6 separate regions of the Mus musculus genome follow, and regions 2, 3, 4, 5 and 6 are each linked to region 1. The links are chromatin contacts, called in public HiChIP or PLAC-seq and promoter capture Hi-C maps. All regions are on one chromosome and are shown on one strand. The core of a region is the stretch at or near the end of the contact, and the rest is flanking DNA. Distances in the headings are between cores, read along the strand shown.

Region 1 (3,988 bases), core at 451-2,950:
TCATAAGTATGTGTATAAAGCCCCATTACTTTTGACATGCCCGGTGATTGCTGGAGTTTGGATTTGGCTGGCATGTGCTGGGAGCACATCCTCACAGCGTGGAGGGCACTGGCAGCAGGGAGGAAGCTAAGGGGTGAGAGCTGATTAGGTCCTTATGTTATCATGTGCACATAGGGATGCATGTGTGTATGGAAGCATGTGGGGGCCAGAGGTCCACATCAAGTAGTTTCCTCTTCTGATTTCCACCTTGTTTAAATTTAAAAGTTGTTTTATGAATATATGGATATTCAATTGGCATGTATCACATGTGTACCACATGTGCCTAGTGTCTACAGAGGTCAGTGAAGGTGCCAGATCTCCTGAAATTGGAGTTACAAGCAGTTGTGAGCCACTATGTAGGTGTTTGGAACGGAGGATAGGTCAGCCTGGAAGCAGAGGTCCCATGATCCAGGTTTGCACACATTTGTGAACGGAATCAAGGAATGTCACTCTGAGAGGAGTTAATGGGTAAAGAGCTTGCTCTAAGCAAGCAGGAGGATCCAGACTAGGGGCTGTGACCCCAGCACTACTGTGGAGACAGGTGGACCCATGGCCACTGTATCAAGTGAAGACAATGAGCTACAGGTTCAGTAAGAGATGCTGCCCCCAAAACACAAGGGCTGGGTGATAAAAGATTGTGCCCATCTCTGGTCTCTGTACACACACACACACACACACACACACACACACACACACAGGAGTGAGTTTACCTACACATATGTACACACACGTGCACACACACACATACACACCCAGTGCAAGAATTCAGTCCACATGGCTCTTGAATGGATGCTGCTCACCTACAGCCCATTGCTGTATCAACCTCACAGAATAGACATTCAGAAACTTGTTCCAGAAAGCACCAGAGCCTTGCAAATATCACTATTGAGGTCTTGGGTCAACACAGACATCTAAGCTTGTTTTCCCTCTCTCTCTTTTTGAGACAAGGTCAACACCTAACTGTCATTTTTTTTTTTAAAGATGCAGTCTTTTTTCTTTTTTTTTTTTTAAGTTTTATTTATTTAATGTATTTGAGTACACTACAGTGAAGGTTGTGAGCCTTCATGTGACTGCTGGGAATTGAATTTTAGGACCTCTGCTCGCTCCTGCCAACCCTGCTCGCTCCTGCCCAAAGACTTACTTATGATTATAAATAAGTAAACTGTAGCTGTCTTCAGATGCACCAGAAGAAGGCGTCAGATCTCATTACGAGTGGTTGTGAGCCACCATGTATTTGCTGGGATTTGAACTAAGGACCTTCGGAAGAGCAGTCGGTGCTCTTACCGTTGAGCGTTGAGCCATCTCTCCAGCCCCTAGAGATGCAGTCTTAACTATGTACCCCAGTTTAGGTTAGACCTCTCAGTGGTCTCCTCTCAGACTCCCCGGTACTGAGATCACAAGCGAGCCTGCACACTGAAATGTGAAGTTTATAGAATTAATGCGTTTTGAAATATTCTTCAACTTTGCTTTACTTTCTTTCCCTCCAACAAAACAAATCAAAAAACACTTTAGGCCTTCCAGGTGGCCACAGACCCCCAGGGCACATAAGTTGAGAAAGACCTCCCGCCCCGTCCAGCAAGGCCCTTATGTGGACACTCCCCTATTTGACGCCACGAGTCTCCACCCCCTAGGAGGCGGGGCCCGCGCAAGCGCGACCAGGGCTCAGGCGGAGGCGGGGCAGAAGCGGCTCTGACTTCCAACATGGCGCATGCAGGCAGCGGAGGCTCCGCGGGCCGGGGATTCGGTGGCTCCCGCTGGGGTCGTTCGGGCTCCGGAGGGCACGAGAAGCTGCCGGTGCACGTGAGTGATGTCCTTAGCCTCTTCCTGGGGACTCGGACCCCCGCGGGGATGGCGCCCCGCCGTGCGGCCCCGCCTTGGCCTCCTCTCTGCGCAGCCGGGCCCGGGGACCCCACACCCCTTCCGCGGAATCCTTCGGTCTTCGCGGCAGCCCCTCGGTTTCCCCCTAACAATTCATTTCCGCCGCTCCTCGGACTTCTCAGAGATACAGAGGTCTTTCTCGACATCTCTCAGTCATTCCTGCGATCCCTGTCATCCCCGGGACCCTTCGGTGCACCCCGAAAACCTTCGATCCTCCTAGTTGGCCCGTAGTTTCCCTTTTACGCCCCTCGGTCTTCCAAGGGATTTCGCGTCCTCCTCGAGACCCTTCGGTCGTCCCCGCCGGTCCTCGGTCCAACCCGGAACTCCTCGAGGCCCCTCGGGACTACCCGCAGGCTCTCGGGACTACCCGCAGGCTCTTGGTCCTACCCGCAGGCTCTCGGTCCTTCTAGTCGGACGTCGGCCCTCCCAGTAACACCGCAGTTATCCTCGCGGCCCTCTGCTGCCCCGTGCCACCCCTCTTCTATCCCTGGCCTTCCAGCCATCAGTCACTGCATCGCGCGACCCTGGCCCACCTCTGGCCTTCTTGTTCCCCACAGGTGGAGGACGCTCTCACCTACCTCGACCAGGTGAAGATCCGCTTTGGCAGTGACCCTGCCACCTACAACGGCTTCCTGGAGATCATGAAGGAGTTCAAAAGCCAGAGGTAATCTGCAGGGCCTTGTACACCCAGGAGCTGGGGGCTGAGCCCTCTAACCCCCAAACCAACTACACTGTGTCTCCTCAGCTGTTAATCATGCACAGGATTGGAGGGCCCTGGGAATCTCTTCTAAAACAGTCGCAAGATGAGGTGGTTCTGAGGAACTGATGGGATTCCTGGAAGGGGTGAAGGAATTGGGGAATCGAGGCCTGAACAGGGAGTGTTGGGTGTAGTCTTTATTTAAAATGTTGATTTGGGGGTGGGTAAGATGTCCCAGAGGGTAGCAGTGCCAGCCACCAAGCCTGACCACCCGAGTTTCAGCCCTAGAGAGATGAGAATTAACTCCTACAAGTTGTTGACCTGCCCTTGAGATCTGTGGTACATGCCCAAATACAGAAAATAAATGGGGTACAGATTTTGATTGTTTGGGGAAGCATTTTTTGTTAATACTGCAGGAAAATATTACTTATGATCTCTTAGCTCTTGTCCCTACGATGCTTTTCAATAGCACTTACTAATCTGGAACCAGTGTGGTATGAACAGGAACTGTTTTGTAGACACAGAGCAGTTAGGCGTATTGGGTTGTTTCTGAGTTAATGTCCGTGTCTTCTAGAATCTTCTGGGAGGTGTGGCTTGGTTTAGGTAAGGGACTCATCCTAGTGACAGGTGGGTGGAGCTAGAACCCAGGCTGTCAGTCAGACCGCTTCCCACAGATCTTGGTACTGACCTGCCTGTCTGCTCTCAGGAAGTGTAGACGGCCTGGGCTGGTTTCTTGTGGATATTCAGGGTACTGAAGCCAGAAGAAGACCCTCATGTCATTTCAACTTTACCAGTCCCCTAACTTGAAGGCTCTGGTGTTTAAACACTTCCTTTAGTAAAAAAATGAAAGTGTATCCTTACCTTTCCCTAATTCATAAAATATGAGGGAATTTCTCACATTGCTTGGAGAACTGTGTCCTGTTGAGTCTCAGCCCAGCACCTAACTCTTGAGACATCTTCAGAATTGGGCCCAGGAGCTCAAATGGCCTGGAAATATAGTTATGTAGTGTGTTATATACATCACACACACACACACACACAAAACTATCATGTATATAGTTATGTCTAGTTATAGTTCTTGCTAGACCTAGCCACAGGTGATTTTACATGGTGGGGCCCATTTGTTCAGTTGGGCATAGTGGTGCATACCTTTAATCTCAGGCAGAGGCAAGCATATGGAGGTCATCAGGGCTATACAGAGAAACCCTGTCTCTAAGGGAACAAACAAAACAACATGGTGGGGCCCATTTTCAGAGTCTTCGCCGTCAACTAAGCCTGGGCTGAGGTGATCTCGAGGGCATCTGGGGGAGTTCACTCTTAGGACTCTTGCCCACTTGTGTTTCTTTTTTCCAGCATCGACACTCCTGGTGTGAT
Region 2 (3,988 bases), core at 434-2,933, 2.9 Mb before region 1:
AACACTTAAGTTTAGCAGGGCATAGTGGCGCACACCTTTAAGTTCAGCACTCGGAAGGCAGAGGCAGGTGGATTTCTGAGTTCGAGGCCATCCTGATCTACAAAGTGAGTTCCAGGACAGCCAGGGCTACACAGAGAAACCCTGTCTCGAAAAACAAAACAAAACAAAACAAAAAAACACTGAAGTTCAAGTCAATGAATCAGAGAGCTTACTGGAGTTATCGCAGGAATATGGCTTAGTGGCTGCTTAAACTTGGCTGGCAAGGATGACTGAGAGGTCATTTGGGGGTGAAGGCACACCCCCAAATGGTGATCACTCCAAACTGCAAACCTAGAGTTCTCCGCCGTACTTGCAATGAACTTGCCTGCCTAATAACCTCGGGGAGAAGTGAGCCTGCTGCACCTGCTAAGGTTTCAGGAATTTCTTCAGCCTCTGAATTATTTCCTGAGTCTTAACGGACCTCTCTGTAGAGAGCAGGCTCAGAGGGCAAGAGCATTTGCTGCCAAGCCCAAGGACTGGAGACTAATCCCCTGGGGTGGGATAGAGTGAAGAGAAGCGAGGAGACAAGGCCTGCCTTTAGAACTTCCTTAGTCCTCTTATCAAACTTTCCTCCAGTCATTTCAACTGAGAGAAAATCACTATGCAACAGCAGGCTGCAGTCAGGGGGCTGTGTGAGTTTTTCTATTTGTTTGTTTTTACAAAGAATGAAACCCAGGATTTCAAGAATGCTGGGCAAGCACTCTAACACTGAACTAGCCAACACTTTTATTTTTTTTTTTAAGTCTGGAAAAAGTCTCCTTAAGTTCTCAGATGACCTTGAAGTTGTCATCTTCCTACTTCAGCTTTGCTTATACATGAGATGCCCTGCACTACCAAGCAAAATAACATTGAAAAAGAATAAAAATGATCTATATTGGATCTGGGTAGGGTGGCCAGCACTCGCGAGTCAAAGGCAGCGGCCACTATCAGCACTGGCTGCTCTTCCAGAGGATCTGTATTTAATTCCCAGAACTCACACTCACAACTAACTGTAACTCCAAATCCAGGATTCAGACACATTCTTTTTTTTTTTTTTTTACCCGCTCCCACCTCAGACGAATTCTTAGGGCCCCGTAGGAACTGCACAGCGCGCGCGCGCACACACACACACACACACACACAGAGACAGATACATACTTATATATTTTTAAATCTTCAAAACCTTCTTATGGCTGTGTTTAAATAACAGTACTTGTACAGAATAGTTGCATAAAGCATCATAGTATATTTCATAAGTACCTAATTTTCCATTTATGTTAATGTGACCTTGTGTACTTATTACCGTATGGCTTGCATGGAAAAGGCACCCTCAACCCTACCTTGCGAAAGCTCCGCCTCCTCCCAAACCCGCCCTCAAAAGGTCCCAAGTCCTAAAGTTTGTATCTTAGGGTAAGCTTTTCTCCTCCCCAAACGGAGGCTCTTTCCTAGATAGATGCCGGAAAAGTTGCTGAGAAGGGACGGGCTCTTCCGTTTCAGGGTCTCTTGCTGATGTCAATCCCGCCCTGCCCGTCTACATCTTTTGCGTTCTTAGTTCGCCACGGCCGACCTTAGCAAGCTGATTTGGACCTTTGGTACCTTCTTTGTCATGGCGGCGCCCTGAACAGACACTTGTGTTAACCCACCTAACGGTTTACCTAGGCGCTTCCTATTCCAAGGTGGCGCTCAGACCTTACCGGAAGTAATAGACCGGAAGTGGGGCGGTGCCTCTGCCGGAAGCCAGCGCAGCGCTGGGAAAGATGGCGGTGGTGGGCAACGCGGTTCCTTGCGGAGCCCGGCCTGGCGGGGCCCGGGACAACGGGTCTCCTCAGCCTGGGTCGCGATTGCGGCCGGGCCTAGCTGCCGGGCCAGCACTCATAGCGAACGGCGACGAACTGGTGGCCGCCGTGTGGCCGTACCGGCGGCTGGCGCTTCTGCGGCGCCTCACCGTGCTGCCGTTTGCCGGGCTGCTGTACCCAGCCTGGCTGGGCGCCGCCGCCAGCGGTTGCTGGGGATGGGGCAGCAGCTGGACCCAGATACCCGAGGCCGCGCTGCTGGCGCTCGCCACCATCTGCCTCGCGCACGCACTCACTGTCCTGTCGGGGCATTGGTCTGTGCACGCGCACTGCGCGCTCACCTGCACCCCGGTAAGTGCGCGCGCGCGCCCGACCCCGACCCGGACCGGGACCCAGGCACAATGGGGCCTAGCGGGGGTACCGGGCTGCCGCGGGCTTGCGAGTCTCCAATCTTAACAGCTCGATTCTCCAGCGGCGCCCCCTGTCCTATGGCTCAGGCCTACTTCTGACCCCGCTGTGACTCGCCATGCAGTTGTGGCTGGTTATTTTGATTCACAAGAAACACCTGGAACACACTTAGAGCAGGATCCATATGCTACTGTTAGTGTGAATTGTTCTCTTAGCTCCCATATGGTGTATTGTTCTTGGAACGGTTCCGCCTTGCTTCTCCGTCATCTCCTACCTTGGTTTTGGTTTTCTTTTCTTACTCTTTTTTTTTTTTTCCTGTAAGATAGGATCTCACTATGCAGCCTTGGGTCGTCTAGGACTCACTGAGAACCGCCTAGCTCTGCCTCCAGAGTTCTCGGGTTAAAAGCCTGTGTCACTATTTCTGGCTTCTACTCTTGTGTTGGTCTTTCTTTCTTTTTTTTTTTTTTAAGTGTTAGATTAGACCTGTGGGGTAATACCCCCAAATGTATGAAGCCAAGTCCTATGGCCCAGTGTTCAGCTTCTGTCTGTCCCTTGCTAGACCCAAAAGAGAGTGTAATTCATTCTGGTGCTGAAGATGGCCAGGAACTACTTGTAAGTGACTTAAAATAGCGTAGAGTCTCAAGTTATCGGTAAGGTATGGTTAAGATGAGGGCTTGTCAGAATGGTGCAGTGATTCTAAATTCAGAACTCTAAACATAGTGTCACTACAGGAAGCACTGACTTTAAGGTACTCTAGGTTGAGGGTAATACCCAGTGAGCACACTACAGATCACCAGATTTGAAGCCTGGCACACCAATATCTGTTCTGGGTAGGTCTTTAGAAAAGGGAGGCAGTGTCAGTGACTGAAGGAAATCCTGAGTACCCTCATATACACCCTCAATGGCTATGTGTGCGCATTGAATTCTTAGTACCAAGAGAAGGCATCCTGTTTCCTTCATTAATATTTATCCCTGAAGAGGGGCCCAAATTTCTGAGCTTGGCACCCAGGGTCAATAGATGGGTGTGTGTGTGTGTAAGCGCTTGCGCTCATGTGTGAGACATTCGGTCCCTAGCATTCTAGCTGTCCTTTGGACTGTAGCTGAGAACTTCCTTTTCTAGAAAGGAGGAGAGGGAAGAGCTAAGCAGCCTTGGGTGAGGAGGCAGATCAGGCTTTGCTTCTCTCTAGGTTTCACTGGGTTTCAGTTTCACCCTACTGTACAGTGAAAGCTGAAACACCTCCCTCCGGGGTCACTGAGGAAAGCTAAGGTAACCTATAATGGGGGGGCACCCTCCGTGGCACCTTTACCCATCTTCCGCTGTGTTAGTTCATCATCAAGTGTTAGTTTCAGGGCCACCACCTTGTGTCCCACCTCCACCTCTAGTCATTGCAAGGCTGACCAGAGGTGGAGGAATGGGGGAATGTTTCTTGTGTCACGAAAGTAGCATGCATAAAACCACTGGGGAAGAAGGTAGAATCATTTGTTACTGCAGAAGGCAGATAACAGTAAGATTCCCAGGGAACTTCAGATGGAGCCACCTGGGGAGGATTCCCGAGTAGGTGACACTTGAGCAAAAGCCTGAATGGATCAGGAGAGCGGATCCATTTTCCAAGAAAAATTATCTCGAGGTGTTTTAAGTCTGCTTATGGTTTTACACCACGTCCTTAGCTGTCTTTGGCTGCATGAGTTCACAGGCTATAGGTGGAACTTGCTCAGATACCAAGACTCTTAGCTTGGACTCAGGCAAGCTGGTGTTCAGTATACTGGGG
Region 3 (3,988 bases), core at 1,094-3,593, 2.5 Mb after region 1:
CATCGAGGAGGACTTGGCTGAAAGCCCAAGGATTGGGTTCCTGTGCCAGCTCAGAGCTGGCCACCTGCCACACTCCCAAGTGGAGGGTGGAAAGTTGCTTGGTGGCCTGAGTCCTCCCAGCTGCAGCCTTCCAGCTGAGGCACCCTGCTCTGGCTGCCTCCTGCTGCCAAGCTCACAGGCTCTGTGCGTCAGGCCCAGTGCAAACTCTCCGGGCTAAAGCTAGTTCCTAGAAGTCAAGTCTGGTTTGGGAAAGGGCACAGGACTAGGATTTTGCCATTTGTTTGCTACTGGTGACCTTGGGCAAGTCTCTTAGCTACATTGAAGCCTAGACTTAGGCCTTAAACCCCGGCCCAAGGGGACCGGCAAACCACCTCTTCCTGGCCCCTCCCCCATCCCGATGCATCTTCTCTCATATAGTATTCCTGGAGGATGTCAAGATACTTTAATGTTTGATGAGCAACCCATTTCCTGTGTTTTAAGCCCAAGGCCATGTTAACGATTTTGTTACTCAATGGACTTGGCAGTATTGATGCTCATTCAAAAATAACCCAAGCATGGACCAGAGACTTCCACAACTGGTCCAGGGAGGAACATTTGGGTGGTGAGCGACAGAACTGGAGCACAGAGCTCTCACCCAGGCTTTCCTGCCTATGACACACACAGCTCCCAGAGAAGGCTGTCCCACAAAGGAGACATTCCCTATGCGCAGGACCAGGAATTGAAGGGAACACAGCACCTACTTCTTTCTGGTCCACCTAAAGGAGTCCGTAGAAAAATGTCTGCTTTGGGCGAAAGAACTTCCACCCCTTCCAAGCCTCGCCCGCACATCTCCCTGGATAAAGGCAGGCTCCAGCTGCAGTTCAGAGGCCTTGCTTTGTTTTCGGGCTTGTTTTATACTAACCTTCTATTTATGGCCTGGGACACAGGCTTCCCATGTAAGGCAATGACATTAATGAGACTGAAAAATGTGTTGGGGGTAGCGGGTCTTGGATTAAAGAAAACATTAAGAAATATGTGGCCCGTGGAAGCAAGAACGCCTGATGTCTGGCTTGGTTCAAAGCGCTCCCTAGGATAGCACGCTCTGGCTCTGTCAGGGACGGGAAGACTAGGTCCCACCAAGCCAGAGGAGGTCTCTCCATAGAGTTCACTCTGAGCTGCTTCCATTACCCAAGGTGATTCAGGGCCCCTCGTGGCTGCACGTGTGCCGCCCATGTGCTCCGCAGGCCAAGCGTTCGCAATGGAAGCCGCGGCCTGGACCGGGCTCCCGGCGAACGTAGGTGGGCATCGGAGGGGGTGGAGGTTCGCTCAGGGCGAGGTTGGGAGGTCAGGAGCGGGTTCCCACAGTTTGGGCTGGCTTGCGGGCGAGTGCGTGCTCAGTGTCAGCCTCCCAGGCCCGTGCCTTACGGTCTTCCGGTCACGGTGCGCGTGGCCGAAGCCTCGGGATAGCCCTCCTCCCCCGCGGCCCCAGCCCCACGCGCCCGGGCACGCGTAGCCGCAGATTGCCGCGGCTCCTAGACTGGGGTGGGGCGGAGGCGGGACCTGGCCGCGGGACCCGCCGCTGATTGGCTGCTCATGGCGGGGGCGGGGTGCAGGCGGCAGAGCCCAGGCGGCGGCGCTGGGCAGGTGGGCTCGGGACGTAGCGCGCGCCAGGGCCCGAGGTAGGCGTAGGTTGCGCATCTGGAGCCCGAGCTTGAGCCACCGGGAGAGCACGAGGGAGGAACCCACCCTAAGAAACTTCTCCTCGCTTGGGGAGAGGAGGCACAGTGCGGAGCGACGTGGGCTTCAGGCGAAGTTGGAGCTGCTGAGCTTCGGGGCGGCGTTCGAGGCCCCCTCCCACTTGCGCGCTGAGCGCAGCTAGCGGCGTCGGGCGAGGAGCAAGCGGCGGTCCTTTCCGCGAGGGTCGGCTGCCCGACTGAGGGCAGCCGGGAAGGACGGCCCGGCGCACAAACCCCTCTACCCTGCACGCGGCCACCCGCTTTGCGTCCAGAGAAGGAGGTAACGTAAGCTGCCAGGCGGGTTCGTAGGCCGATCGTCACCCCCAAAAGTCCTCCTGAGTCTCCGGGGTTCGCTTCTATATCCCCGGAGTCGTGCCCCTTCCCCTTCAGCGCGGAGCTCCAGGCGGGGGCACCCCGTACTGGACGTCCCCAAACCTTCGAGCACCTGGCTCAACCGGAGTCCCCCCTGTCGGGGCAGGGCAGGGCCGCCGGCGGCGAGCCGGAGCCAGCCCAGCGCCCCAGCCCCGCCGAGCCCTCGGAGCCCACCCATGGGTCATCATCCCCTGATCCGCGGGCCTCCTCGCCCTGTCGCGCTCAGCCCAGCTCCGGGCGCCGCGCGCAGGAGGATCCGTACGCAGTGACCCTGGAGCCCCCGCAGACGCCGGGAGACTCAGCGGTCGGAGCGGCAGGCGGCTCCCCGCACCTCCAGGAGCTTCCAGGGAGCCCTCCAAGCCGTGCTCGGGGTCCGTCCCGCTGTTCTCAGGTAAGGGAGACATCCCAATAGAACAGGAGAGGTAGCTAGGTGGAGTGGGGCAGCCGGCTCAGTAGAGGGACGCAAGCTCGGTGACGCTGGCATTTTATGACAAAGGAAACTTAAACTGTACCCTCTACGTGCTGAGATGCTTTATACACGTAGAGCATTAAGCTCACTAGATGCCTAGCCTACTACCTCTGGTGGTCTTTAGCCCCTTACATAGCGTAGGAAAGTGGATTTATTGAGCTCTTGTGTGCTCCGTTTGTCCCTGGGAGCTTTCTTTTAGACCAAGAGACAGTCCACTTTAAAAGGAGGAAACTGAGACTCAAGAGGAAGAGGCAGTTACCCTCCCTAGATAAAACCTCAAGCAAGAATGATCAGGGGTCCTTTAACCTATCCTAGCGTCCCTTGAGCTTTGGAGCATTTCCTGCAATGTTTCCTTGCTACCATGGTTTCCTGAACTCAAGTGGCCAGTGTGTGGGGCCTCTGAGCCACACTCTCTTGCCCACCTCTGCCACCAGTCCACGAAGGATGAGGAAGGGTATTGGATTGTCCTGGACCTCCTGGAAGCTAGACTAGGGTCTGGAGCAACGACCGGCTTTGGACTCTCTGATTCAGGTTCCTCCTAAGCCTCAGAGGGACAAAAAAGAGTCCCTGCAAGTCGTCCACGGGGCTGGGAGCAGCCGGGTGGCTCATGACTACTCAGAGAGACTGCCCAAAGAAAAGAGTCTTGTATTGGAAAGGTTTCTGGGTACCTGACCGTGTTGCGTTTGTTTCTACCCAACGTTTAACAGAGAGGTGAGCTGAGTGCACAAACCAGATCACTCAGAGGTTCTGTGCTGACACAGCTGATCATCCAGAAACAGATGCCCCCTGTTCTCTGCCCTCCTGACATCCCCAGGATGGGAAGGGTGGCTTTGTAAAGCTCCTGAGACTCCCCAGAGCCTAGGGGAGGAGTCAGGACTACAGCGTGTCAGTCCTAAGAGGCTTGGGATGTGCACACAGGTGTGGCAGGTAGTGTAGTGAACCTGGCTCTGGGGTGCACCCAAGGAACTCATCCTGACCAATCTGTACCTGTTCAGCTCCCATCAAGCACTGGGGCAGACACAAGGGTGAATGGCCCACAGTTGCACTGCTTGTGAGCTGCTGGCAGGGTATGCAGAGTCCTGGGCAGGATGCCACCCCAGCTGCCTAGAGGGAGAGAGGAAACAGGACTATAACATGGATCACAGAGTCATTCCCTGTCCAGTGCCAACTGGGGCTCCACTGAGTCAGAGCTATTAGGAGAAGACTAGTTGAAGCCACTAGAGGGGTGGGAGTGGTGTTTTGAAGAGGTGAGATTGGACTCGGGCAGCCACTCAACTTTCCTGAGAACTAGAGTCCCCATCTGTTCCTGCAGAGCGTCTCATAAGAATAAGGCAGCCCCAGCATGACATGCCTAGGGATGATGGGCACTATTTCTGGGGACAGCCCCACTTCTATCTTTGAGGTACCTTCCAGCACTCTGCTTACATCCAGG
Region 4 (3,988 bases), core at 728-3,227, 2.4 Mb after region 1:
AACCCTTGATGGGCAGTTGTTGACTTCCATTCTCCTTCTCTCAGAGTCGAGGACTTAGAACCACCATTTCATTTTAGCCTTAAAAACAGAAGAAGAGCGAGTCATGGTAGTGCACGCCTTTAATCCCAGCACTTGGGAGGCAGAGGCAGGCAGATCTCTGAGTTTGAGTTTTGCCTGGTCTTCTGAGTTTGAGGCCAGCCTGGTCTACAAAGTGAGTTCAAGGACAGCCAGGGCTACACAGAGAAACCCTGTTTTTTTTGGGGGGGGGAAGAAAGAAAATATAATGTCCAAAATTAACTGTAAATCCCTCCTGCTTAGGAACACCAGAGGTAACTACCCGAATGCAGGGAGTTGTAGGTCATGGGAAAGTACTGAGCCTATAGGTTTGTCCTTATAAACCCCTGAAACATGAGGCTCAAGGCCATTATCAGCTGGGAAATCCCAGAGAACATACCTGGTCAAAGTCCATCCCCAAAGGTTAGTATTTAATATTTAAAGCTTGCTTCTAACTTGGCCCAAAATGTTGGAGTTGGTTTTTCTGGAGAATCTCAGGATTAACAAAACAAAGAAACAAAAGAATGAAATCTTTGTTGACATCAAAAGTCATTTTGAGGCTGGAGAGATGGCCTGTGGTTGACAGTACTTTCTGCTCTTACAGAGGACTTGAATTCAGTTGTGAGCATGGGCAGCTCACTACCACCTTAATTCCCAGTTCTAGGGGATCCAATGCCCTTTTCTGGCCTTCTCAGGCACCTATATGCACCCAGCATGAATGCATGCATACATATACATGGGCCTATACACACACATAAAATAAATAATATTCTTTTCATTGTTGTCTTCTCCAGACAGGGTTTCTCTGTGTAACCTCTGCTGTCCTGGAACTCACTCTGTAGACCACACTGGTTCCAAACTCACAGAGATCTGCCAGCCTCTGCCTCCTAGGTGCTAGAATTAAAGGAATGTGCCATCACTACCCAGAAAATAGTAAATACTTTTTAAAGAAATATTTTAAGAAGTAAATACTTTTAACAACAACAAAAGAGGACATACAAAACTATGGAGGCTTTGAAGAACCACCCAGTATGTCTGTGTCATGTCTGTTCTGTACTGAAGAGTCCAGCTCATCAGGAATTCAGAAGGTGAATTCCAAGCCTTACCCTGCTAAGCAGCAGTGGGTATCTGTGGTGATAGATGTGTCAGAGCTATGTGTCCTGACTTCACAGTCTTCTGTACCTGGGCATCAGGAAGTCATGGTGTGGACCAGGTTCTAGGAGAGCGCCGAGAAGGCAGCCAAACACTCGGGTGCTGCACTCCATGAGACCCTGGGCAGAACACTTCAACCTCCAGCTCAGATTCCCCACCTGTAAAACTGGAGCCATCTATGTCCCCACCATGATATATAGGGATAAACCATGGAAAAGTTAATCAAGGCAAGTGTCAGCAAACCAAGCAGAACTGTGAACATAAAGGATTGAAAAAACCAGCTATCCTAAGAGTTCCGGGAAGGTAGACTCAGGTAGTGTGGGTCAATCCCTGGGTTTGCCCACCAGCATCTCACATTTAGGATCGTCTTATAGTTCTGAAACCTTCAAGATTCCTGAAGGGCTACTCCCGTCTTCCTGTCACTGAGTAGAGTAGAGGGTTCTGGAAAGGACCCAAATTCTGCCAAGAGGCAACTCATTCAGATCTCTTCTCTTCTCTTCTCTTCTCTTCTCTTCTCTTCTCTTCTCTTCTCTTCTCTTCTCTTCTCTTCTCTTCTCTTCTCTTCTCTTCTCTTCTCTTCTCTTCTCTTCTCTTTTTTTTCTCTCTCTCTCCCTTTTTTTTGTAACAGACTTGCCAGAGTCATATGATTTATCCCCTTACAGGCAGGGCCCGCCTCCGGGCTGGATGTTGCAACAGCAGCGAGAACGCCGGCTCAGCTGGGCGGCCACCACGTGACCCGCGTACTTAAAGGGCTGGCGCGGGCAGCTGCTCGCTCACGGTCTCCAGTCGCCTCCAGAGTTTCCGCATACAACCAGTGAGTGGAGCCTGCCCGCGCAGAGCCGTCTCGAGCATAGCCCGGAGCCTGAATCGAGCAGAACCAGCCTGAACTAGCCCAGTCCGGTGATGGAGCGTCCACAGCCCGACAGGCAAGCGACTGTGTGGGGAAGGGAGCTGTGACCGGTGTCCCTTATCCTGCCTGGGAATGCAGGCTGCGGGGCCAGGGGACGAGTTACCGCCCAGTCTACCTGTAGCTATGGGAAGCTGGAGGGAGAAAATGTGATTCACTCCTCTGACACGCTGGAGGTGACGATTGGGAGTGTCTTGTAGTATCCAGGTTTGAGGGATGGTGAACGCACTGCTAAGTCCTGGAACCCGTACTCACTATTCTTGGGGTTGGGGGTTGGGGAGCTTGTCTTTTGCTGGCGCGGAGTGGTCACTTATCAATTTCCAACCTCAGACGATTTGTAAGATGCAGGGAGGCCAGTAGCAGAACTAGAGGGTGCTGAGGTTGGGGTGTTTTTTGTTTGGGGGTGTGTGGGGAGAGGAGGGGTTTTTGTGTGTTTTGTTTTGGAGACAGGGTCTATGTAGTCCTGGAACTCTGGAACTCCCTAGTAGATCAAGTTGGCCTTGAACTCCAGTTCGCTTCACTTTGCTTCCTGAGATTGAACGTGCTCCACCACCATGCTTGGCTTCTCCTCCTCCTCCTCCTCCTCCTCCTCCTCCTCCTCCTCCTCCTCCTCCTCCTTCTCCTCCTCCTCCTCCTTCTCCTCTTTGACTTTTGAGACAGAGTTCCTCTTTGTAGCCCTGGATGTCTTGGAATTCACTCTGTAGATCCGGCTGGCCTAGAACTCAGAGATCTGTCTGCTTCTGCCTCCCTAGTGCTGACATTAGAGGCATGTGCCATTCCACCCAGCTCTTTTTTTTTTTTTTTTTAATAAACCCAATCATACTTTTTTTAAAAAAAAGTTTTTTTTTAAAATATTTATGTATTTATTTATTTATTTATTTAATGTATATGAGTACACTATAGCTGTCATCAGACACAGCAGATGAAGGTGTCAGAACCCACCATGTGGTTGCTGGGAATTGAACACAGGACCTTTAGAAGAGCAGTCAGTGCTCTTGACCGCTGAGCCACCTCTCCAGCCCACCAACCTTATTTTTATATTTTTATTTAAAGTGTCTCATTACATTTTATTTATTGTGCATGTAGAGTGACACATTAAACATGTGAAGGTCAGAGGACTTGAAAGGAGTCATTTCTCAGACCACCATGTGGGTTCCAAGAAAGATTGGCTTATCAGGCATGGTGGCAAGTGCTTTTCCTGGCTGAGCCTCCTTCCAGTGTTTAATCCTCATCCCTGACTTTAGCAGTAAGGATTGAATTTAGTACTTCAGACATTCTAGGCAAGCACTGTACCACTAAGGTACAGTATCGGCACCTTTTTGATTTAAAGATCGTGCCGGACTGGTCTGAAACTCTCCAATCCTCCTGCTGGATTACAGAAACTATTTAATGCAGATACTTTGAGTATAGAGCGTGTGTGTGTGTGTGTGAAAGTTGGATTTGGTGGGTTTGTTTGTTTGTTTGTTTGTTTTGAGACTCTTCCTATATAGCCCTGTGCTGAACTTCCTTCACTATGTAGACAGACCAGGCTGACATCAAACTAAGAGATCTGCCCTCCCTCTGCCTCCTGAATGCTGGAATTAAGGATGTGTAACATCACACTCCGCTGGTTGTAAAATCTGTAGCTGAATTTTTTAAAGAAATGTCTTCAGGTTGGATCTAAAAGCTCACCAAAGTCTCTACCCTTAGCCAGGCTGTGGTGGTGCATGTTTTTAATCCCAGCACTCAGGAGGCAGAGGTAAGCAGATCTCTGAATTTGAGGCCAGTCTGATCTACAGAGTGAGTTCTAAGGACAGCCAGGGCCACATAGAGAAAAACCCTGTCTTGGAAAAAAAAAATCTCCCTTTGAGCATAGTGGTTGGACTAGTATGGTTC
Region 5 (3,988 bases), core at 1,019-3,518, 2.3 Mb after region 1:
TCCCATAGCCCGACTGCTGTCACAGCTAAGCTTCTCACAGGACTGTGTCAGCTCAGAGCAGTTTTGAGATTTAATCTGAGAAATAGGGAAAGGAACAGAAATATGTGGGAACTGAAATCAAGCAGAGCAGAAATTTCCATTTGAGTTAACATGTCAGAACCTCATTTGACCCTGCAGAAGTTTCCTGTGAGAAATGGTATCAAGGAGAGGCCAGGGAAGACATGTGTGGTAGAGGAAGCAGCCAGTCCTCCATTGCCCTTGCTACAGACAGTAGTGAACTCCTAAGGAGAACCGGCTTTTTCGGGTTTGTTTTCCTCTGAAGCCTAGCCCTGTTGTATTTGTATTAAAGATTTGTACACATTTGTATAATAATCTGTACCTTGTGGTATTTGGTACTATTAGAGGAAAAATTTTGGATTCAGGCCTTCTTGCTGTTTTTATATCATTGTTTTATTTTGTTTTTTTAAATAAATCCTAGTGGTTTGATCCAAATCCTATTACAGTTGTATAAAGAAACAATATTTTGTACTTATATTAAAGATCTCATTTTTAATATTTATAGTCCAGTCTTAGCTGTCTTTTCCCTAATTGGGCTAATCGTAGTCGGTATAACTCTACTCTACCCTGACATTTCTCTATAAGGGAGTGGGGGCTGAAGAGATGGTTCACTGGTGAAGAATATTTCCTGCCCTTGATAAGGACCCAAGTTAGATCCCAACACTCATCCAATTGAATGTAACTCCAGTTTCAGAGGATCAGTCACCCTCTGTAGCCTCCTTAGGCACCAGCACACAAGTGCATATACCCACACAGAGGTACACACACACACACAAACACAAAATTTAAAAATTTTAAAACCAAATCCTGAAATAAAGGTCAAGTTACCATGTTCCTATCTATCCTGGGCCATGCAGCCCTTGGGTCTCAGGTTGAACACACCTTATATGTAAAGGCTCTCAAATATCATTTGCATGTATTATAAAAGGAGAGAATATGATAGTTGTGGCATAGCAAATGAAACCATTTAAAATATTGCTATTGGCCTAAATCAAAAAGTATCCATCAATCTTTTGTCAGAGTTGCATGAAAATTCTATGCCAAAAAACAGACAGTTCATATCCCAGGAGCTTTCCAGAGTCTTGTCTATTTTAAATAAAAAAAAAATGTGATGTCACCTCCTTGTCTCTGAGTCAACAGCCACATGGCCTGAAGTGAATATGTGCTAATACTGTGAACATTGAAATATGGAAATTTGACCTTTCATGGTTAAGGAAAAAGTTAATGGAAAAACAAAATGTTAAAAGTCATAAGTAGCAAAAAAAAAATAATAATAATAATAAGGCTGCATGCTATGATGCACATACTTCTCCAATTCCAACACCCCAGGGATCTGAGTTTGAGGCCAGACAAGGGATATTGTCAAAAAAAAAGGGGGGGTGGGGGGGACTGCAGCACCGGGTTTCAGTGTGGCAAAGTCCTAGGTATGAGCCCTGCCAAAATGGAGGAGGAAGTGTGATGGCCCACAGTACTTGTTTAATCTCAGATTAAATGTGGTGAGAGAATCGATTCCTCCACGTTTTCTTCTGACCTCTCTGTATGCACCATGGAACACACACATATAGAGTTAAAAAAAAATTTAAAAGTTTAAAACATAATGCCTTACAAAGATACAGCAAGGAGGAAGCAACCATTACGGAATGCCTTATGAGTGATTTTCATGTCACCTCAATACTCTGAAAGCATTACATTATGGATATTTACAGCTGAGGGGAACAGATAAGGAAAAAGCACTTTTCCGGTTTGCCAGGTGAGAGCCAAGGCAGATGAGGTGGCTTATGAGGTGAAAGCATTTGCCACAGGACAGGCAGTTCATTCTCTGTCTCAAGAGAGCAAAAACCCAGGCCCTTGCCTCCTCTGGCTCTTGGAGCGGGGAGACATCAAATGGAAATTTCGAGTCCGACTTGGGCAAGGAGGCTGTCATCCTCAGGGCTTGGTCCCCAGGACTAAAGGCTAAGACACTAATACTAATACCTGTCTGAGTATGCGTAACCTGACCCAGGTCTTTCCCTGGCCAGAGACCCAGTTTCAGGATGTCAAGACTTCCAGGCTCCACAGTGGCGCGCACTGAAGCTTCAGGGGCGTGGCTTAGAAGCCGGCCCTCCCAGGCCCCGCCCTGGTGTGGCGTCAGCCACGGCCCAGGGGCAGCCTAGTAGGGGGCGGGGCCTCGTGGCTGCGCTCCAGAGCCCCCGCCTGCCGGCACCACCCCGCGGGCTGGCCAACGGGTCACGTGGCGGGTCGGCGGCGCCGGCGGTTGCTGTCACCTGATTCTGGGAGCTGGTGGCAGCGGTAGCCGCGGCAATGGACTTTCTCCTGGGAAATCCGTTCAGCTCTCCGGTGGGACAACGGATCGGTGAGTCCCCGGAGCCGCGCGCAGTCCCGCCCCTGTGTGCCGCTCTGGCCTTGGCCCTGGGACCTGTCGGAGTCCGCAGTCTGGCAGACAGGAGGGAGGCTAGGCGGTGAGGCTGGCGCGGCGCTCTGGGCTCCGCCCACCCTATGACCCACCTGATTGACAAGAACACGGGCCAATCGGAAGTCTTATATGGGGATTGATGCTTGATGTAGCCAATAGGCAGTGGAAGGAGGCGGTCCTGGGCGGATGTGGTTCAGCCAATGTGTGCGTGCTGGGGTCCGAGTAGAGGGAGAAAGTTTGGGTTAAAGGGACTGCTGTGATGAGAAGGCGTTGGGCCGCGCCACCACCGGGCGCGCGCAGACTAAGAGCCCCTCCCGGGCTGGCGGCGTCTTGATCATTCGCCGCGTCACCGACTCTTCACATTCCGAGACGCCGGGGTGTCTAGGTTCGGCCGCGCCTCTGTCCCCATGGTCGGGAGTCTCGGGTTTATGTGACGTCGCCCCCGTGATGGTCCTCGCCCATAGTTAAAGGGTCATGGCCCAGCCTTCCTGGACTTGTTTGATCATTAAATGCATTAATAAGATAGCACTGAGGATGTTTCCTGGCACATGGCTAACGCCTGTCATTGTCAACGTGTTACCACCTACTGGGGCTGGAGCCCATGGGAAGGTGCCGGCTCCCAGCACCTACTCTCGGGCAAAGGCCAGGCGGCGACGTTTCCCCAGGAATGGGTGGTCTGGGCGTGACATCCATACCCCCTTACCTGAAGGGTCCCGACGGCATTGTGAAATTGGGAAGGCCGAATCTGAAAGCTAAGGCTTCCCCTGAAACTGTTAACCCAGCTCTGTGTTGTAACCAACACTGCAGCTGTTAGTAGCTCTTTTGAGGTTCTCATCAGTTCTCTGCAAGGGAGCTCTGATGCCTGAAGCCCAGGTGCTTCACCATAAATCGTTGTTTGAGACCTGGAAAGAGAAGGCAGTCTTCTTCGCAGATTTCCTATGTAAAACAGGCAAATTAGTCTGGCCTTCAAAGCCAGCCTCAAAGTCCTGAGACTTTTTGGATAAAGTCTTTTGGGTTCAGTCTTTTAAACTGCCTGTCAGTTCAAAGCTCAGCATCTCTCCTGCCCTGAAAGTTGCCTGCCTTGGGCAAGAAATACTTCTGATTAAGAGTACTGCTACATCAGTACCTCAGAACACTGACTAAATCTCACTGCTGGACCCTTTCTGCCTTGGGGTTCATGTCAGACCTATCCAAGACTCAGATGGGCAGGTGTAGGGTTCCCAGTTCTCTTTGCAACTGGCTGGGAAACCACACGTTTTGAAATTTCCCACCAGAAGCAGTGGTTCACATCTGTAATCCTATACCCAGGAGACTAAGACAGGAGGATTGACACAAAGTCCCAGGCTAGCTGATTCTGAAATTAGTTGCAGGGTAACATAAGCTGCAGAGTAAGACCCAAAACCAAGTGAATTGAGACAAGATGGCAAAGCTGTAAAAGAGCCAGGTATGGTGGCACATGCCTATAATCCCAGCATTCAGGAAGCTGACACAGGATGATTTTGAACTCAAGTCCAGCCT
Region 6 (3,988 bases), core at 754-3,253, 2.1 Mb after region 1:
CAAGTATGTGCTAGGAGCCAGACTCAGATCCTCTGCAACAGCAGCCTGTGCTCTTAATGCTGAGCCTTCTCCATCACCCCTGGGTTTGTTTTTTTGTTTCTTTGTTTCTTTGTTTGTTGTTTTGTTTTGTTTTTATGTAGTTTTTTTAAATAGTTATGTAAAATCATAGTCACAAAGAATTGATATCACTCCCTTCAAACTGGAGATGTTACACTTGGCAGCAGCTTCTACGTTTTACTAGTGGCGATTACTCGCTGTGCTCTGTACCAGGTGATAACCTGTATAAGCAACCTGTAGCTGTTCCCAGCACTGACTTTTAGTTCAAAATAAAGCAATGGAGATATACATAGCACTCTCTTTCTGTGATTTCATTAGATCAAGATGCATAAATTTAACTGTTGTGTGAGCAAACTGTCCATTTGTCCAACTTGCTGTTTGTTAACACACCTCTCCTAGATTTCTTTACTTGACCCAAGTGAAACATTAACCTAAAACCAAGATGAGGAGACAGAAATGAAATGCCAATTAATTTCAAACTCAGAAAGTAAATATATATAAGAACACCAGACTGGTTGCTGTCTTCATGAATTTGTTTCAGGCTTTGAGGAAAGCACCAGGATCTATTCAGAGAGCCAATCATGTGACTCGGCTGCCTGCAGAGCAGGAGTAGACATCCCATAAACCACTTAAGGCTTCTGACTCACTAACACTCTCCACTTTGCTCTCGCCCCTCCCTTGGAGCCTGCAATCAATCAATCAGAAGATGGCGGCTTCACTGTTGGAAAATCCCTGCTTCTTCCAGCTGGCATGAGCCTCTGTAGATCACTGCAGAACCTAATCTCTCCCCACTAAATCAGAGATTCTGGCACTTCCAGAAGATCTGCTCCTGAACAGGACCTCTTCGTCTGTTTCCCCATCTCAGGGAAGTCCTCCGTCTTCTAACTCCTCCCCCTCCAACTCAAAGAAAGGGGAACAACTGTGCCTACCCCACATCCCCCTGTAGAGAGGTCTGCATTCTAACATGAGGTTCACATTCACAGTTGGTTAGGGCATTGGTCATTCTGTGTTGTAACACTCTGAGGCTTCGCAGGACAGTCCTTAAATTCCTCCTGTCACTCCATCCCCTGTACCCCTTTGTTCTGAGCCTCGGTTTCTCCATATGCCCTACACACGCTTTAGAATGCCTTCCCTGCTCTAGCACTGGTAAGCCAAGAAACACATCTGTGAGGGACTACCCCTGGCTGAGCCTCACCCATCACACCCAGGTTCACCCTATAAACCTCTGCAAATCCCACAAATTCTCCTAAGTGTTTTAACACATTTCGCTGCGCCTTGGCCGTTCCTCCCCCACCTTCTGCTCTTCTGTTCCACCTGGCCATTTCTTCAGCACCACGCCTCTGCAAGGCATCCTGTGTCTATCCTCCAATCCTGGCTGTTTCCCTCAGCTCTCCACCCAACACCTGCATCCCATCCCATCTCCTAGGGTGGGGACTTGTTTCCCTTATCAGCCCACCCTCCTCCTTGGTTACACATTTCTCTGAGCAGAATTCCTGGCAAGATAGAGCAGTGACTGTCAGCTCCAAGCCCAGAGTTTACTGGACTGGGAATCTTTGTGGCTGTCTTGAAGACAGTAAAGGGTGATCAAGCAGGAAAAATTAATAAGGAAACCCCAAAAGAAGGAGAAACGAGTGGCTAAAGAATTTACTATGTGACTGGAAGTCAGGGAGAAGAGAACAGAATAAAGCCAACACCAGCCCAGAGAGCACTGGCCTCAGACCACAGGCCTGAGGTAAAAGTGAGCACAGACCCCCGCAGGGAGCCAGCATCGACCTTAGCCTCTACCTGAAGATCTGCAGAGGCACAGGAGCCCTGGAAGTCTCATTCCTGAGACTGGAAGCTGGGTTGAGGAAGTCCAGAAGGGCCTCTGAGAAGACCTTTCAGCCACAAAGAGGCTCAGGGTTCACTTGGCCATCTAGGGCCCATAGGTGGCAGCCTAGCCTCCCAGGGACTGCCTGAAGCCAGCAGGAAGGGGACACAAGTCAGAGAGAGGACAAAGGTGGATGCTGGCTCCAAACCTCATCCCACCAACCCTGCCTGTTTTCTCTTTGTTTTCTGGTACCATTACTCAGTTCGCTCCAGGATCCTTGCCTAGGCTGGTAACTGTGAAAGCCTCCACCACCAAGAAGATCCTCTCTGGAAAATTGAACCTCTATTTGGTGACAACTATAGACCTGTGGATAGAGGACAAGTGCCTACCAGCTCTTCTGCTGGAAGCCACCTCCTAGTCTTAAAGGTGTTCAAGGTCCATGGAAGTCCCTGTGTCCAAGGAATTGTGGCTGAATTACCCAGCATCAGGATTCCCAATCACCACCTCTGTGTCCCCAGAAGCTCCGGGAAGAAAATATACCACCCTCTGCTGGCATCTCCCTGGGCACACACAGAGTGTTCCTCCTAGCAGCAGGGCTAGGCCATGGCAGGCCCTACGATCCACAGGGACATGGAGAAGAGTTCAGGATACTGTGAAGCCCCAGAGAATCTGGGCTTGTCCTTCTCCATTGAGGCAATCCTGAAGAAACCCACAGAAAGAAGAAGTTTGCCCAGACCACAAAGCATTTGTAAAGAGGACTCCAGGCAGACAACTATCCCAGGTTCCAAGCTGGAGAGGCCCCCACAGGATCAGCCCCAAGGTAAGTGATTTCTGGTCATTTTCTTTTGTTCTTGGGGAAGGGGTGGGAGACTCAAATGATCTCTGTCAATAAAATAGGGGGGCTGTGACATCCAAAGGGATAGTAGGTCTTAAACAAGTTGCTTTTTAAGCCTTTCAGTCTAATATACAACTGTGGTATTCAGAGTGCATAAACACATAGGCTCAGGTCATTGTGATGTGCAGGGGCCCAGAGCTTATCCTTGTGACCAGGCCATGGCTGGGAATTATCAGTCACATTCATTCTGCACTGATGAGGTGGTGGGCACTTTCCTTCCATTTGGACAGAGATTGTGATAACTGGACTAATAAGAAAAGAGATGGATAATGTTACCAAGTTATAAAGCTGGAAGTCACAATCTGAACTCAGGGCCTGGAACCCCAAAGCCTTACTTCTAGCACATTCTCCCCATGAGCTGAGCTCAGCCTGCATGGCTTCTAGTAGCTGAAACTTTGTCGGGGTCTGTCCTCACAGAGTCCCCAAACCCAAGTCTGTATTCACCAGAGGGAATGCACCTAAATAAGTAAGCAGATAGTTGTCAGGCTCTCATTCAAGCCAGCATCCACTCAGGGTGGTGGATACCCTAGGTGTAAGAGCTAGGGAGCTGTGTGACTCTAGATGAGTTCCTGTCCTCTCTGATCTCAGCTTTACTCTGTGAAACAGTTCGATAAATGTGGGGTGGGGTGGGGAGTGATGTTGGTGCTTATGAAATTTCAAAGACCATTTGGTCAGGAGTCTGTAGGCCAGGAGTGTCTCACATCAGACCCAGCTCTTACCCCTTTCCACACTTTCATCTAAGAAAATGCTGGGCAGATAGCTCAGGGGAGTCCTTGACAGCGTTTCCTTCCCACACAGAGCCTTTCTGCAAGCTAGCCTCCCACAGAGGTTCCTTACAGGGGCTGTGCTCAGCTCCAGGCAAAGAGAAGATCCAGAAGTGGCATTAGCCTAAGCAGCAGGGGAGCTGGCTGCTTCTCTGATAGAAGATGGCCTTGGGCTCAGCTCTCTGAAGTTCACTGGTATCTTCCAGTCAATCGAGGGTTCACAGAAGCCAGTTCAATAGGGTCTTTAACCTAGGTCTCTCTTGCTGCAGCTGTATAAATGAATATCACCCTCCCCATCACAATGAGAGAGTGCCATGCTGCTGATCCTAGCAGATAAGAAGAGACTGCTCTTTCTACACCTCCACTGACAATTTTAGCAAGTTCTGTGTGCGTTTTCTTGGTAAAGCCAAAGCAGACACCAGAGAGTGCTGGCCAGAACAATAACCACAGCATTGGTGGGTG

The links. Promoter capture Hi-C pulls out the DNA fragments that hold promoters and counts their contacts. HiChIP or PLAC-seq counts read pairs in DNA pulled down with a chosen protein or histone mark.
Region 2: a promoter capture Hi-C map of pre-B cells shows a contact between it and region 1, with 4 times the contacts expected there. The contact joins the promoter of Atp13a1 here to the promoter of Sin3b in region 1. A contact is called at or near these places in 1 of 39 promoter capture datasets (pre-B cells) and 1 of 9 other capture datasets (liver).
Region 3: a contact with region 1 is called in a promoter capture Hi-C map of hippocampal neurons, with 11 times the contacts expected there. The contact joins the promoter of Rasd2 here to the promoter of Sin3b in region 1. A contact is called at or near these places in 2 of 39 promoter capture datasets (cranial neural crest and hippocampal neurons) and 1 of 115 datasets of contacts at active chromatin or transcription factors (stem cell-derived neural progenitor cells).
Region 4: a contact with region 1 is called in a promoter capture Hi-C map of liver, with 11 times the contacts expected there. The contact joins the promoter of Hmox1 here to the promoter of Sin3b in region 1. A contact is called at or near these places in 7 of 39 promoter capture datasets (cranial neural crest, embryonic stem cells, frontonasal cranial neural crest and 4 more), 1 of 484 Hi-C or Micro-C datasets (B cells), 8 of 115 datasets of contacts at active chromatin or transcription factors (acute myeloid leukemia, embryonic forebrain, embryonic hindbrain and 5 more) and 1 of 9 other capture datasets (adipose tissue).
Region 5: an H3K27ac HiChIP or PLAC-seq map of extraembryonic endoderm stem cells shows a contact between it and region 1, with 15 times the contacts expected there. The contact joins the promoter of Tom1 here to the promoter of Sin3b in region 1. A contact is called at or near these places in 6 of 39 promoter capture datasets (cranial neural crest, embryonic stem cells, frontonasal cranial neural crest and 3 more), 8 of 115 datasets of contacts at active chromatin or transcription factors (cardiomyocytes, differentiating embryonic stem cells, embryonic limb bud and 5 more) and 2 of 9 other capture datasets (adipose tissue and embryonic stem cells).
Region 6: an H3K27ac HiChIP or PLAC-seq map of embryonic stem cells shows a contact between it and region 1, with 12 times the contacts expected there. The contact joins the promoter of Isx here to the promoter of Sin3b in region 1. A contact is called at or near these places in 3 of 39 promoter capture datasets (cranial neural crest, embryonic stem cells and hippocampal neurons) and 5 of 115 datasets of contacts at active chromatin or transcription factors (astrocytes, embryonic stem cells, neural tube and 1 more).

Annotation. Positions count from the first base shown.
Region 1 is chr8:72,721,570-72,725,557 of GRCm38.p6, forward strand. Sin3b (transcriptional regulator, SIN3B (yeast)) reads left to right here and starts at 1,701. Exons shown (of 19, transcript NM_009188.4): 1 at 1,701-1,839; 2 at 2,475-2,581; 3 at 3,968-3,988. The coding sequence starts at 1,741.
Region 2 is chr8:69,789,480-69,793,467 of GRCm38.p6, forward strand. Atp13a1 (ATPase type 13A1) reads left to right here and starts at 1,684. Exons shown (of 26, transcript NM_133224.2): 1 at 1,684-2,162. The coding sequence starts at 1,776.
Region 3 is chr8:75,211,601-75,215,588 of GRCm38.p6, forward strand. Rasd2 (RASD family, member 2) reads left to right here and starts at 2,344. Exons shown (of 3, transcript NM_029182.1): 1 at 2,344-2,478.
Region 4 is chr8:75,091,641-75,095,628 of GRCm38.p6, forward strand. It overlaps Hmox1 (heme oxygenase 1), which reads left to right and starts at 1,978. Exons shown (of 5, transcript NM_010442.2): 1 at 1,978-2,132. The coding sequence starts at 2,110.
Region 5 is chr8:75,031,418-75,035,405 of GRCm38.p6, forward strand. It overlaps Tom1 (target of myb1 trafficking protein), which reads left to right and starts at 2,269. Exons shown (of 15, transcript NM_011622.3): 1 at 2,269-2,410. The coding sequence starts at 2,359. Hmgxb4 (HMG box domain containing 4) reads left to right here. Exons shown (of 11, transcript NM_178017.2): 11 at 1-561.
Region 6 is chr8:74,871,171-74,875,158 of GRCm38.p6, forward strand. It overlaps Isx (intestine specific homeobox), which reads left to right and starts at 2,004. Exons shown (of 4, transcript NM_027837.3): 1 at 2,004-2,687. The coding sequence starts at 2,471.